Regions from separate parts of the Gossypium hirsutum genome. Here region 2 is linked to region 1. Evidence: chromatin contacts called from public Hi-C data. All regions are on one chromosome and are shown on one strand. The core of a region is the stretch at or near the end of the contact, and the rest is flanking DNA. Distances in the headings are between cores, read along the strand shown. Region 1 holds the start of LOC107889214 (transcription factor LHW). Region 2 has its middle 25 kb from the start of LOC107899692.

Region 1 (6,017 bases), core at 1,759-4,258:
ATCCCAAACCAAGAATCAAACTTTTCACATCATTCAGAAATCCCATGTTCTCCATAATCTGAAGGAGGAAGAAAAGGATAAATGCTTAAGCTTCAAGACAACTAACATGCTTTTGGCTTTATAAAATCATGCATGCACAGTTAGGAGCAAAATCAGAGAAAAGCAGCTGCATTTAAAGGGAAAATGCAAAGCAATGATATCGCTTTATAGGGCCTTGGATCTGACACTGCCATACAGTATGGAACCTAAAAAAACCTCATTTAAACCTATTAAAATGAACAGAGACACATATAGTATAGTTCCTTAACATCTTAGAATAACCGAACAAAAGCTGCTTACAGTCATGGAAGAACCAAGCTGAAGAACACCATGAGGAAGAACAGGAATGACTGCAACAGTCTGCAATAGATAGAAATCAAATAATGAAGCAGAGGGATAAAACCCAAATAACGAGCTAGAATTGAAGAAATTATCAAACCTGCATGCCAGCTGAAACTTGGAGTTGGACCTCATTCATAACCTAGAAGCATCCACAAAAATAAATTAATAAATAAATTACATCATTCTATGTTTTGTTGCTTAAAAAATAACTGATATCTCAACCCTTCCTGTTAAAACAAAGTTCATGAGAAAATATTTTATCCGTGCACATTCAGTTTGCATCTGAACTCGTTATCTCAAGAGTTGATGCACAAAACAAGAAAAAAAGTTTGTTGCTTTTAACATGTGATGCATGGAAACCTGGATATTCTTTAAAACTAGTACATGTAGAATCATGCACTGATCATGTACGGTACAATCACCATTTCTTCTTAATAGGATGGAACTATCTGTTATAGTCATTATCAGAAGCTACAATTAGTAATATACCTCTGGGGGGTGAGCATCTGTAACATAATTATTTGCAAGAATCCACTGATGATTACCGGTAAATGCAGCTCGGCCAACTAACCTGAAAAACAAAGTAAGTAGTTTCTCAATATTTATTTATTTTTGGGGGGTAAATAAGGAAAAGAACTTAAAAGTATAACATTAAGCTGTAAGTGGAAAACTGGAAAGTAGAGAAAAACTTACCCTTGACCTACTATATTAATACGATTATTTATCATCATTTTGTTTATCAGCAAATGGACTTTGTCATCCCATGTTTGACTCCCAAGTTGAGAGGAAGTTTCTGAACCCCAGCATCCCTCCCGCTCTCCAAATGACAACTCAGGGTTCCGAATTCCAACAATGGATGGAGAGACTGAAGTCGGTGCAGGTTGATAGAAATATTCCTCCCAAATCAGTAACCTGCAAAGTGCAAAATATGCACACTTATGGCCCAGGAAGGCAAAACCTTTTTCTTCTTTATGAAGGCAATAATAATGATGCCAAAAGCTTAGAAAACAAATGAAAATAAACATATATGTTGCATTTAACTGCAAGAATATCATCCTACTGGGAGCAATAAGTTCAAAAATAAAGTAACAAAAAGGTGCATTGTCCAAGTTTCTAATATTGTTTCATCTCTCTACATTTTCCCCAGAGGCCAAACAGACCATGACAAAAGCAACTAATAGCAGATTCTACTCAATCAAACAAAGGAAAACAAAATTCTAAATCAATTGATTTCAGAAGTGAATTGGTCCAATACAAAGAAGGTTTCTTGTCAAGCTTAAACTACATATCTACTTTTCACTAAGATTCTTTGAGACAAAACAGAATAAACCAAAACACAAAGTGCCAAAAATAGAAAAGAAAAAAGAAAAAGCAGAATCAGATTATAAATCAAAAAAAAAAAAGTACAAGATAACAGTAACCAAATCAAACTTTAACATGTCTTAAAACAAGTTTAGCTCCTCAAGAGTCCATAAACAGTACTACACAAGAAAAACACTTTCAGCTATGTGGATCTCCTCCGCTGTTTGGTTTCCAAGAAAATTATTAAAAAGTTCGCTTTTTTAACCCCCATCATGTGGGGGGAGGGGGGAATCTATAAATCAGTTTAAATTGCTAGATATTCTAAAAATGGAATCTAACCCCCAAAAATAGAGGAAAAGAAGGTATTTTGTTTCTACTATATTAGCTAAACCAAATGAAGATACAAGTCAAATGGAGTAAAACTTTAGTTCACTTGAGCAACCAAACCAAAGCAAAATCATGCACAGCACCATAGAAAAAAAACTAAAGTTTCTCTTATTTTCCCTTCATTTTTCTCCACAAGCAAACAACCCCAAGAAAAAGAAAAAGAAAAAGCAAATAAATGAAGCGGATAAAAATAAAAGAATAGAAGTTTACCTAGTATTCTGGCAGCCGATCTTCCAAAACACAGCATAAGACCATTGACTCACCCCACAAAGTGACTTCAAAGCTTCTTTCAACAAACCACCCATAGCTCTTCTCCTTTTTTTTCCCTTCTTCTCAAAGACCAAAAGATATATAATATTGAGGCAAAGCAACCAACAAAAAACGACTCAAAATGCAGTCTTTGTAATATTCCACATTTATAAGAAACAGGGGGGGGTAGCAACTAAAGCTAACTTCCTCTACAAGAGCCTCTACCAGCCTGCTTCGTTCTCAACCCACCACTTCTTTTTCTTTCTGGATCCAAATTTCCTGCTATCATCCTCCTGCAACCTCTCCCCATCAACCCTACTATTATCTTTTAACAAAAACTACTAAACGGAGTTGAACAAAAGAAGAAAACTTTTTTTTCTCCTAGATGATGCCACAAGCTTCAAGCTTGAAGATAGCCAAAATTTGCTCCATTTTTTTTTCACTCCCAAAAACAAGGAAAAAAAGACAACACGCACAAATGATAGACAGAAAAATAGAAGTTGAGAGAGATTTTGGGGTTCCTTCCACTATTTTTAGTTGAAACTTGAAAGAGCTTTTCTTTCCTCAGTTTTGTGGGTTTTTCACTTTCTTGTATTTTCTCTTCTCTTCTTCTAAAGTGCGCCACAGAGGGGTTGATTTTTAGACATAAGCAGAGAGTTAAGGCAAATTTACAGGGTATGCCACTGATGCCTGATGGAAGGATAGTTTTGTCGGCTTCTGACCTTTTGGATAATATTATTAAAATCATTTTCTTTTCTTTTCCTTTATTTTTATTTTTATTTTTTTGGAAAAACCAAAAGAAAGTTTCTCTCTTTCTTTGCTTTCGTAATTTGCAGGTGAGCCATGAGCGTAAAACTGATATTATCATTCGTATATGGTTAAATTCTATATAAGGTCCCTGTATTATATGCTTTTGGAAAATTTAATCCCTCTATTATAATTTGATATTCTTTTCAATTAATTTGTTCATATCAAGTCCCTTTATTTTTGGAAATGTATATTTCAATCTTTAAGTTTAACTTACTTTCAGTTAATTCTAACAAAATGTTTGATGTGGACATCTCATATGTATTTAAACATTTTGTGACCGCTAGATTTTTATTTTTTATTTTTTGCATATGTAAAACTGTATAAAAATATTTAAGTATATATGTTACATTATTATATATTTTAAAAAATAATTTACACCAAATTATTTGATGAAATTCACAAAAGAAAAGTTAATTTCAAAATTAATTTTAAAATATAAATAAATAAATAAATTACGCCAACAATCTTTTAACGTAGTGAGAATAGTATTATGTTTTAATCGTGTTGGATTCCAAGCAACTCCATCCTCAATTATAAAAATAAAAATAAAAATAAATTATAATAAACAACTTTCATAAATTTTAAAAATAAAAATAAATTATAATAAACAACTTTCATAAATTTATTCTTTTGTTTATTTGTATTCTTTTTTTATGGTATAATATATTTCTATAATTTTATCCAAGTCCGGCCTGAATAAAAATGTTAAAACCCGAGTCCGATTTGGCCCGTCCGTATTAATTTTTATATTATTTTTATATAATTTTTAAATATATATAATACATCAAAAATATTAAAAACATTAAGATAAATATTTTCCAGCAAATTAAAAATGAATTTTAAAAAATATATATACTTAAATAACACTAAGATAGATATAACTTATCAAGCAAATGCCTCTAAAATAATAACAGAATTAACAAATGCCTCTAAAATAATAACAAAATTAACAATAAAACAAGTTTTATACAATATCAAAATAATATCAACAAAATAGTAGTAACAAAATAGTAAAATGGTAGCAAAATAGGGAGAAAACAACAAGAAAATAACATTAAAAAACAAAAAAATAGCTTTTTTTTCCTTCAGTGAATTTGGGTTGAGTTGGGTTGGGTCGGGCCTAGGCCAAAAATATCTTACCCGAGGCCTAACTCGTTTTTTTAACGGGCCCTATTTTTTATCTAAGCTCATTTTTCAAACATATATTTGCTCAAACCCTCTCACATTTTGGACAGATCTTCCAGCCTGTCCCATGAACAAGTCTACTTAGGAACCAACACCAATAACTAGCCATTGCCTTAACTTCATATTTTAGTCTTTATGTGCGTATAGAATCTATTAAAATCAAACATATATGAGATTCAAAAATCACATAACAAAATAAGTCTCTAGTTGGAATCAAACCACCACTTTGATGAATTAGGACATTGTTGCCACTTGGCCACCCCGAGATTTCCAAAATAAGTGTGCCAAAAAGTATATAAAAAGTTATCTATTCATATTTAATGGTATTCATAATTCAGTTAAAATCAAATTAATCAATCGAATTGATCTAATTCGGTTAATCGGTATGTGGATAAATTTAATTCGATCGGAAGTTGATTAATAATTTTTTGGAATTTTGGTTATCGGTTAATTCAGTTCGAAATCGGGTAATTAATCGAATTAATCAATTAATTGAAATAAATAATATAAATTATATACAATTGTTAACTTCCAAGATTTCTGTAGTGTTTCTAATATGTTATTTGTTGTTCTCATCTTCATTTAAAGTTTTTTGAACTATTAAAAAAAGAAAGAAAGTGAACCTTAGCAATGAGTTTTTTATATGTTTTATACTTATTTTAATCAAAAGAGAAAAATATATATAAATTAATTGAAATATTTCAGTTCGGTCAATATATTTGAAAAAAACTTTGGTTAGATTAACGGTTAAAGATTTTTACATTTTGAGTAATTCGGTTCGGGTATTAACCGAACCGACCGTTTGAACACCCCTATTCGTATTTGATCATATTTATTCATTCAAGGATTGAGATTAGATTTATTCTCCGAGGCCATGACACAATATGTGGGGATTTGCAGGAAGTTTTTCTTTTAAATATTTTGCTTCTAGATTTACTTTGATGTTAATTCATGATTAATTATGACCAATTCAATTAACTTGTTTTATTTTTATCTTTTTGAGGATAGTGAAAATTTTGATCTCAACATTAATTTGTCAAGCAAAATTTAGATTACTAAGGAGCTTCCACATATTTTTATTAAGGTATAATTGTGATTATTATTACTTGTTTTAATCCGATTGAATTATCATGATAAACTTTTGTGATATTGGTTCCCTTTAAATAAAAAATATATTGGGACATTTAGAAATCTGTCCTATTAGATCTATTGCATTCTCTGAAGTGAATGCGAGTATAAAAAAATTGATTAGACTGTCACAAGATTTTATACCATATATATGGTATTGAAATTTAGTACAATGTGTATCAGATAATGTGGTAAGCAAAAATTTTATTGTTTCATAAATGCTTTTACTATTAAATTATAAATGTTATTATGAGGAAGCGAAAATTTTGATTGTTTTATAAATGGTTTTTTTACTATTAAATTATAATTGTTATTATTAAAGTAAAGTTGTTTTAGTACTTGTAATAGTGTTTGTGATAATAGTTAGGGTGATGAGGATGATGTAAATATATTCAAGTATATTTTAATATAATTTATTTTATTCTAGTATGTTTATTATAATTGGAGATTAGTTACGGTAGAAACATGGAAAGATAGATTTTGAACTGAACTGAGTTGCAAGGTCTCCTATCTAAAGCTTGTTATGATCGAATGCACATGAAGTTATAAGACTTTAAATTTGTGAGTTAGTATAA
Region 2 (6,017 bases), core at 1,189-3,688, 75 kb after region 1:
GAGCAGTGTGGTGTTGTTGGGCCACCTATTGATTGAAATCCAAGTCAAAGCTTTGACTGGACTTTTCTTGACTATAACTATGCTTAATTTATAAATCTTCTTCTCCTCCAATTTTTAACATCACAATAAAAAAATAAAAATAATGAATTTATCTTCAAACTATATTTTTCATTACCTAAAAAAGCATATTAATTTAATTTTAAATATAAAATTTTATTTATTTATATAATAAGTAAGTTTTTGTTTCATGTATAAATAATATTTATATTAATTATATGTTATTTACAAACTATTACGATGAATTTATTAGTCATTATGAAAAGAAGAAGAAATTTGAAAATTGAAGAGCACATAATATTAATTTTTTACTACTGCACAATTGTTTTAATAATAATTAGGAATTCATTTATTATAATATTTAAATTATCAAAATAATTTAATTAAGATTATTATTTTATATATTTCCAATGGAATTTTTAACTAAATTAAGAAATCATGTGTCTCATTTATTTATTTATTAAATTATAGAATTTAAATATATAAAACCACCTTGGGACATTATGAACTTGTTGAAACAAAAAAAGAAAAGAAAAGGGGGGGGGGTCTAGTACTTAACAAATACACAAAGATGATCATGAAATTGTGTAAATTTTTCAAAGTGCTGTTTATCTTCTACCTTTTCTATCCTTTTGTAAAATAAAGAAGAAAAACTAAGCAAATGCAAGACAAAGAGATATATAGATAGATCTTTAAAAAAAGGCAAGCATTAGCCCATGGTGTCACCATACCTTTAACAAATCAAATTGAATCGAATCTGAATATTGTCAAGTTCGAGCTCGACTTGAAATTTTAAACTCGATACTTTATTCGAGCTCAAGTGAACATTTATTTTTAAGCTCGTATTCGAGCTCGACTCAATAATTAAGTTTAAGATTAATAATGTAAAAATATAAAATTCGAGAATCATTCAAACAAATTATCACTAGACTGAAATTCGTCTCGAACTCAATGATTACGGAATTGAACTCCAGTATCGTACAACATTAGTGTCTCATTTACGCCCTCAGTATTGATTTGTACATTAAGAAACCCTTTCTTTAGAAATATGGACATTTCCTCGTTTTCCAGCGGCATTCTCCACTGTTATTTTTTTCACTTTCAAAATGATCTATTGTTGTTACCTAACACCATTAGAGCGATAAGATAATGAAAAGAAAGGGACCACAAAATATTAAAAAGTGAAATTTATTTAATTAAAATTCCCTCCAATCACAAACCAGCACAAAGCTATATTTTTGAAGGGGAAATAACCAAAAAAGAGAAAAAGAAAGGAAAAGAAAAAGTGGGTATCATTTTCTGTTGTTTTTTTGCTTTGCATCTCTTTCTCTTTCTTTTATGTATTATCAATTATCATCATATATTTATGAACTGAAAGGGAAGAAAAATAGCAAAGAAATTTGAGTCTGACAAGATCTGCAAAACTATATACAGTCATACACCTAAAAGCCTAAAAAGACATATAGTTTTTTTTTTTTTTTGCTTCCATGATAGGCATTTAGACAGAACGTGTGCTGACTCTCACAGATATGCATCTCCTCTCGTGTGTTTTTAGCCATAATTGGATTGGAATATGGTACTTTGCCTGTCTCTGCAACATCCTTTGACGGCTTTCCTTTCCCCCTCCTCAATTCTTTTCCCTTTTCATTTTTATTCTTTATCTCATCTTTTTTTCCTTTGATTTTTCTTTTTCGTTTTTGTACGACTTTTAAGATCAAATCTATCATCTCAATACCTTAGTTTGAGATGGCGACGTACTTTCATGGAAGCTCAGATTTCCAGGCTGCTTCAGCTGATGGGTTGCAAACGCTTTATCTCATGAACCCCAACTACGTTCCCTACGCTGACACACACCAACAACCATCGGCTGCCACTAACATGTTCTTCTTAAACCCCACAAGCTTACCCCAAGCACCACCGCCTAACCATCATCAGCGTTTCCTTGGTCTCCCTCTCCCAACACCATCCACCTCCATCAAACCGCTCAATTCCGACGATCCCCACCGTCCATCCCCCTTCAAGGTGTAGTCCCCGGTTTCCACTCTAACTTATGGGGTTCAAGTGTTGATCATCAGAATTCCCCAGGAAGTAGCCATCCGCAGGTTGTGTCGGCAGCAGCTACAGGAGATAACTCTGGTGGGTCCCATGATGTTGCATCGCAGTCGGGGTTTCAACGGCCGGTGGTGTCCCCAAGGCAAGGTTTGTCCCTGAGTCTATCATCCCAACAAGTGGGTTATAGGTCAAGCAATAATGTTGAAACAGACATACAAGGACAACCTCAAGTTCCTACTATGTCACTGGGTGAAGATGTGAGGATATCAGGGAACTCGCCGTCGTCGGTTTCCGTTGTTTCGAATGGGATTTATGGGGCTCAGAGTGTGGTTTTGGGATCAAAGTACTTGAGAGCTGCACAAGAGCTTCTTGATGAAGTCGTTAATGTGGGGAAAGGGATAAAGACGGACGTGTCTGAGGGGACCAAGGAGGAGAAGATAAAGGTGAACAAAGAATCGGTGGCTGGAGAGGGTTCAAGCGCTGGTGAAAATGGGGCTAAACGTGGAGCTGAGCTCACCACAGCTCAAAGACAGGAGCTGCAGATGAAGAAAGCTAAACTTGTCAGTATGCTTGATGAGGTTCGTTTTAATTTCCATCCTATATTTGAAAGCCAAATTTACTGCTATTAGTGAAGATTATCATTCATCTCCCAGTTCATGCACAGAACAAGTTCTCCTTCTACAACACTTTTACCTAAACCCTAATACCCATATATATATATATATTTCAAGCTTTTAAACAATTTGTCTTCACAATACAAATTTTTAACATTTGGTAGCATCAGAATTTTCCAAATTTAAAATAAAATTATATTAATATCACTGTTTCAAAATAATTTTCACGGAACAGATAAGTAACTTTTTTACAACATAATTAAATACAAAATCTATATGAAAATTAAAACCCTGAGGTTATTTATCGTTTTTAAAAAGTTAAATTTTTTATAAATGGTATACAAATTTTTTAAAAATTATTATTACAAATTTATAAACAGTCTTTTATTTATACAATGAGTTAATTTTTTATTGAATAGGTTTTACACAAGTAATTATAATTCTTCAAATAATGGTTTTAAATTTTTTTTTAAAACACTACTAAAATATTCCTATGTTTAACAACAGTTTTAATATATATTAATAAACTTTGTCAAATAAAATATTAAAACACACATACAAATTAATAACATATTTTAAACCTTTAATTAATATTTTTCAAAAATTGTAAAAAATACTGTTTATCTTTTCTAAATCTACTGAATTTTTTTAATTTAATTTTATATTATTATTAAATTGTTGTCTTTAAATATTTAATTCAAACCCTTTGTTTTCAAAATATAATATTAAATTACATTGTTAAATTAAAAACACTGTTTAGTGAAAAAAATAAAACAATATATAAATATTGTTTAATACAATTATTTACTTTAAATCATATTTAAATTTTATTGTATTAATAAATTATTTACTTTAAAAATTGGTAAAAATACTGTTGAATTTTTTAAAAAAATCTACTGAATTCAAAAAAAAAAAACACAATTAACTTTTTTTTACAGATAATATTTTTTTATTTGATGTTCACTAAGGAGTGAGACATCTATTTATAATAAATCAGATACTAATTATTTTTTAAAAAAATTGATCATAATATTCCTAAAACATTATAATTTTTATAATAATTTTTAAATTATTAAAATATATTTTAATTGATCTTAATACAAGCTATAATTTTTTTTAGAGAAAATTTAACATTTCACGTTTTTAAAAGGTTTTTAAATTCTATAATCAATTTTTAAAAAATAAATATAATATATTTTAATTTATACATTCAATTAAATTTGTGGGAAATAAAAAAAACTAATTAATTGAATCTTGTTGTACCTGATAAGATATTGTTTAATACTATATGATTTGTATTTGATACACACTTACATTACATCATAAATTTTGAAAATTGAATTCACTTGAATTTATTTTCAATGATGGTTTATAAAATTATTTACACATCAAGCTATCCAAAATGTTCAACTTCGCTAAACTATTCCACTGATGTTTGGAATATTAATGTGTATGTACTTATTTTTTGCATTGTTGATCTTTAATTATAATTATGGAAATAAGTTTTTTTTTCATGTAATTTTGTACTGATTTTCCATTTCGGCGAACATGAAGGTGGAGCAAAGATACAGACAGTACCATCATCAAATGCACATAGTAGTATCTTCGTTCGAGCAGGCAGCGGGATTGGGCGCAGCAAAATCCTACACAGCCCTTGCTTTGAAGACAATATCGAAGCAATTCAGGTGTCTGAAAGATGCAATATCAGGACAAATCAAAGCCACAAGCAAGAGTTTAGGAGAAGAGGATTGCTTAGGTGCAAAAGTGGACGGTTCGAGACTAAGGTACGTTGACCATCAGCTCCGACAACAGCGAGCGTTGCAGCAGTTGGGGATGATCCAACACAATGCTTGGAGACCCCAAAGAGGATTACCTGAACGTGCTGTTTCCGTTCTTCGTGCTTGGCTTTTCGAGCACTTCCTTCATCCGTATGTGCTACCCCTCTTACACCATCATCATCATCATCATGTATACATTACCTTTAGCTCAAATCCCTTTTCAACTTTTTCTGTTTCCAGGTATCCTAAAGATTCAGACAAACATATACTTGCCAAACAAACAGGGCTCACAAGAGGCCAGGTATGTGCATCCTCACTCTTCCATTTCCATATATTCGTTGGTCAAATTATGTTTTTGAAGGGTATGAATTATTTGGAGTAACTAATCACAGGGAATCAAATTATGACAAATTGAAGTGTAGAGATTAAACCCCAAATTTAATTATAGTAATTTGACCTTATGTCTTTTATTCATCGTTACGATGTAACTTGGAATGCAGGTTTCAAACTGGTTCATAAATGCTCGAGTTCGACTTTGGAAGCCAATGGTTGAAGAAATGTATTTGGAGGAAGTGAAGGAACAAGAAAGGAATGGCAGCGAAGTGAAGGCAAACAAAAGTGTGCAAAAGGAGTCGGAGTCCAGCTCTAGTGCCCATCAAGAAAATGTGTCATTTATGATGAATCAAGTTAAAGCTCAATCCCAGCCCGAGAAATCCATCAACCAGCAGCAGAATATGCCCCCTACTGAATTTTCCAACTCCACAATGGGAGGCTCCTTTCTTCCACAAACAGCCACTGCCTTCAATCTTATTGGATCATGTGATCTTGATGGCGCAGCTCAAAGAAGCCCCAAAAAGCCAAGGAGTAGCGTCAACGAGTTACAAAATTCTCCTAGTAGCATCCTTTCAATGGACACGGAAATGAAGCAAGGTGAAACAAGGGAAATCAACATGAATTTCGGTGATGAAAGGATGCCCAAGGACAGCTACTCGTTTTTTACTGGAACTGATAATACCGGTAGTGGATTTCCCACATACAGTGCCATGGGAGATATCGGGAGGTTCGACCCCAACCAGTTGACACAAAGGTTTCATGGAAACAGTGTTTCGCTCACCCTTGGTCTTCCCCATTGTGAGAACCTGTCTCTCTCGGGGAACCACCAGAGCTTGCTATCGAACCAGAACATTCAGCTAGGAAGAAGGTTAGAATTAGGGCAAAGTGAAGTAGATTTCTGCGGGATCAACAACACTCAACAAGCTTCTCATTCCAGTACCTTTGAGATGCAAAACAGGAAAAGGTTTGCTGCACAATTGTTGCCGGATTTTGTTGCATGAAACCAAACCCAACTTCAATTCTATCGGCCCATATTCTACTTTTATTCTCCCTTCTCCAAACACTTGAGGTCTGAGAATACGCGAAAAATCAGTTTCAATTTCTATATCCTGCTTTGCTATACGGTAAAGGAAAGATGGATAGTTTATATCTAGGTAATTCGTATATATTCTTACGTAGTTTA

The links. Hi-C and Micro-C count contacts between places; a contact is called where the count stands out from the background.
Region 2: a Hi-C map of fibers shows a contact between it and region 1, with 3 times the contacts expected there. The contact joins the enhancer-like site here to the promoter of LOC107889214 in region 1. A contact is called at or near these places in 6 of 34 Hi-C or Micro-C datasets (callus, fibers and leaf).

The regions. Positions count from the first base shown.
Region 1 is chrD09:38,455,479-38,461,495 of Gossypium_hirsutum_v2.1, forward strand. It overlaps LOC107889214 (transcription factor LHW), which reads right to left and starts at 3,009. Exons shown (of 10, transcript XM_016813569.2): 1 at 2,281-3,009; 2 at 1,075-1,293; 3 at 871-952; 4 at 479-520; 5 at 340-399; 6 at 1-58. The coding sequence starts at 2,375.
Region 2 is chrD09:38,531,368-38,537,384 of Gossypium_hirsutum_v2.1, forward strand. It overlaps the pseudogene LOC107899608. Among protein-coding and RNA genes, the nearest start is that of LOC107899692, 25 kb to the right of the region's middle. Within about 2 kb of position 2,439, at least 5 of the 9 cell types and tissues checked have an H3K27ac peak or open chromatin away from gene starts, as enhancers often do. A contact at or near this core is called in fibers, where this site is marked.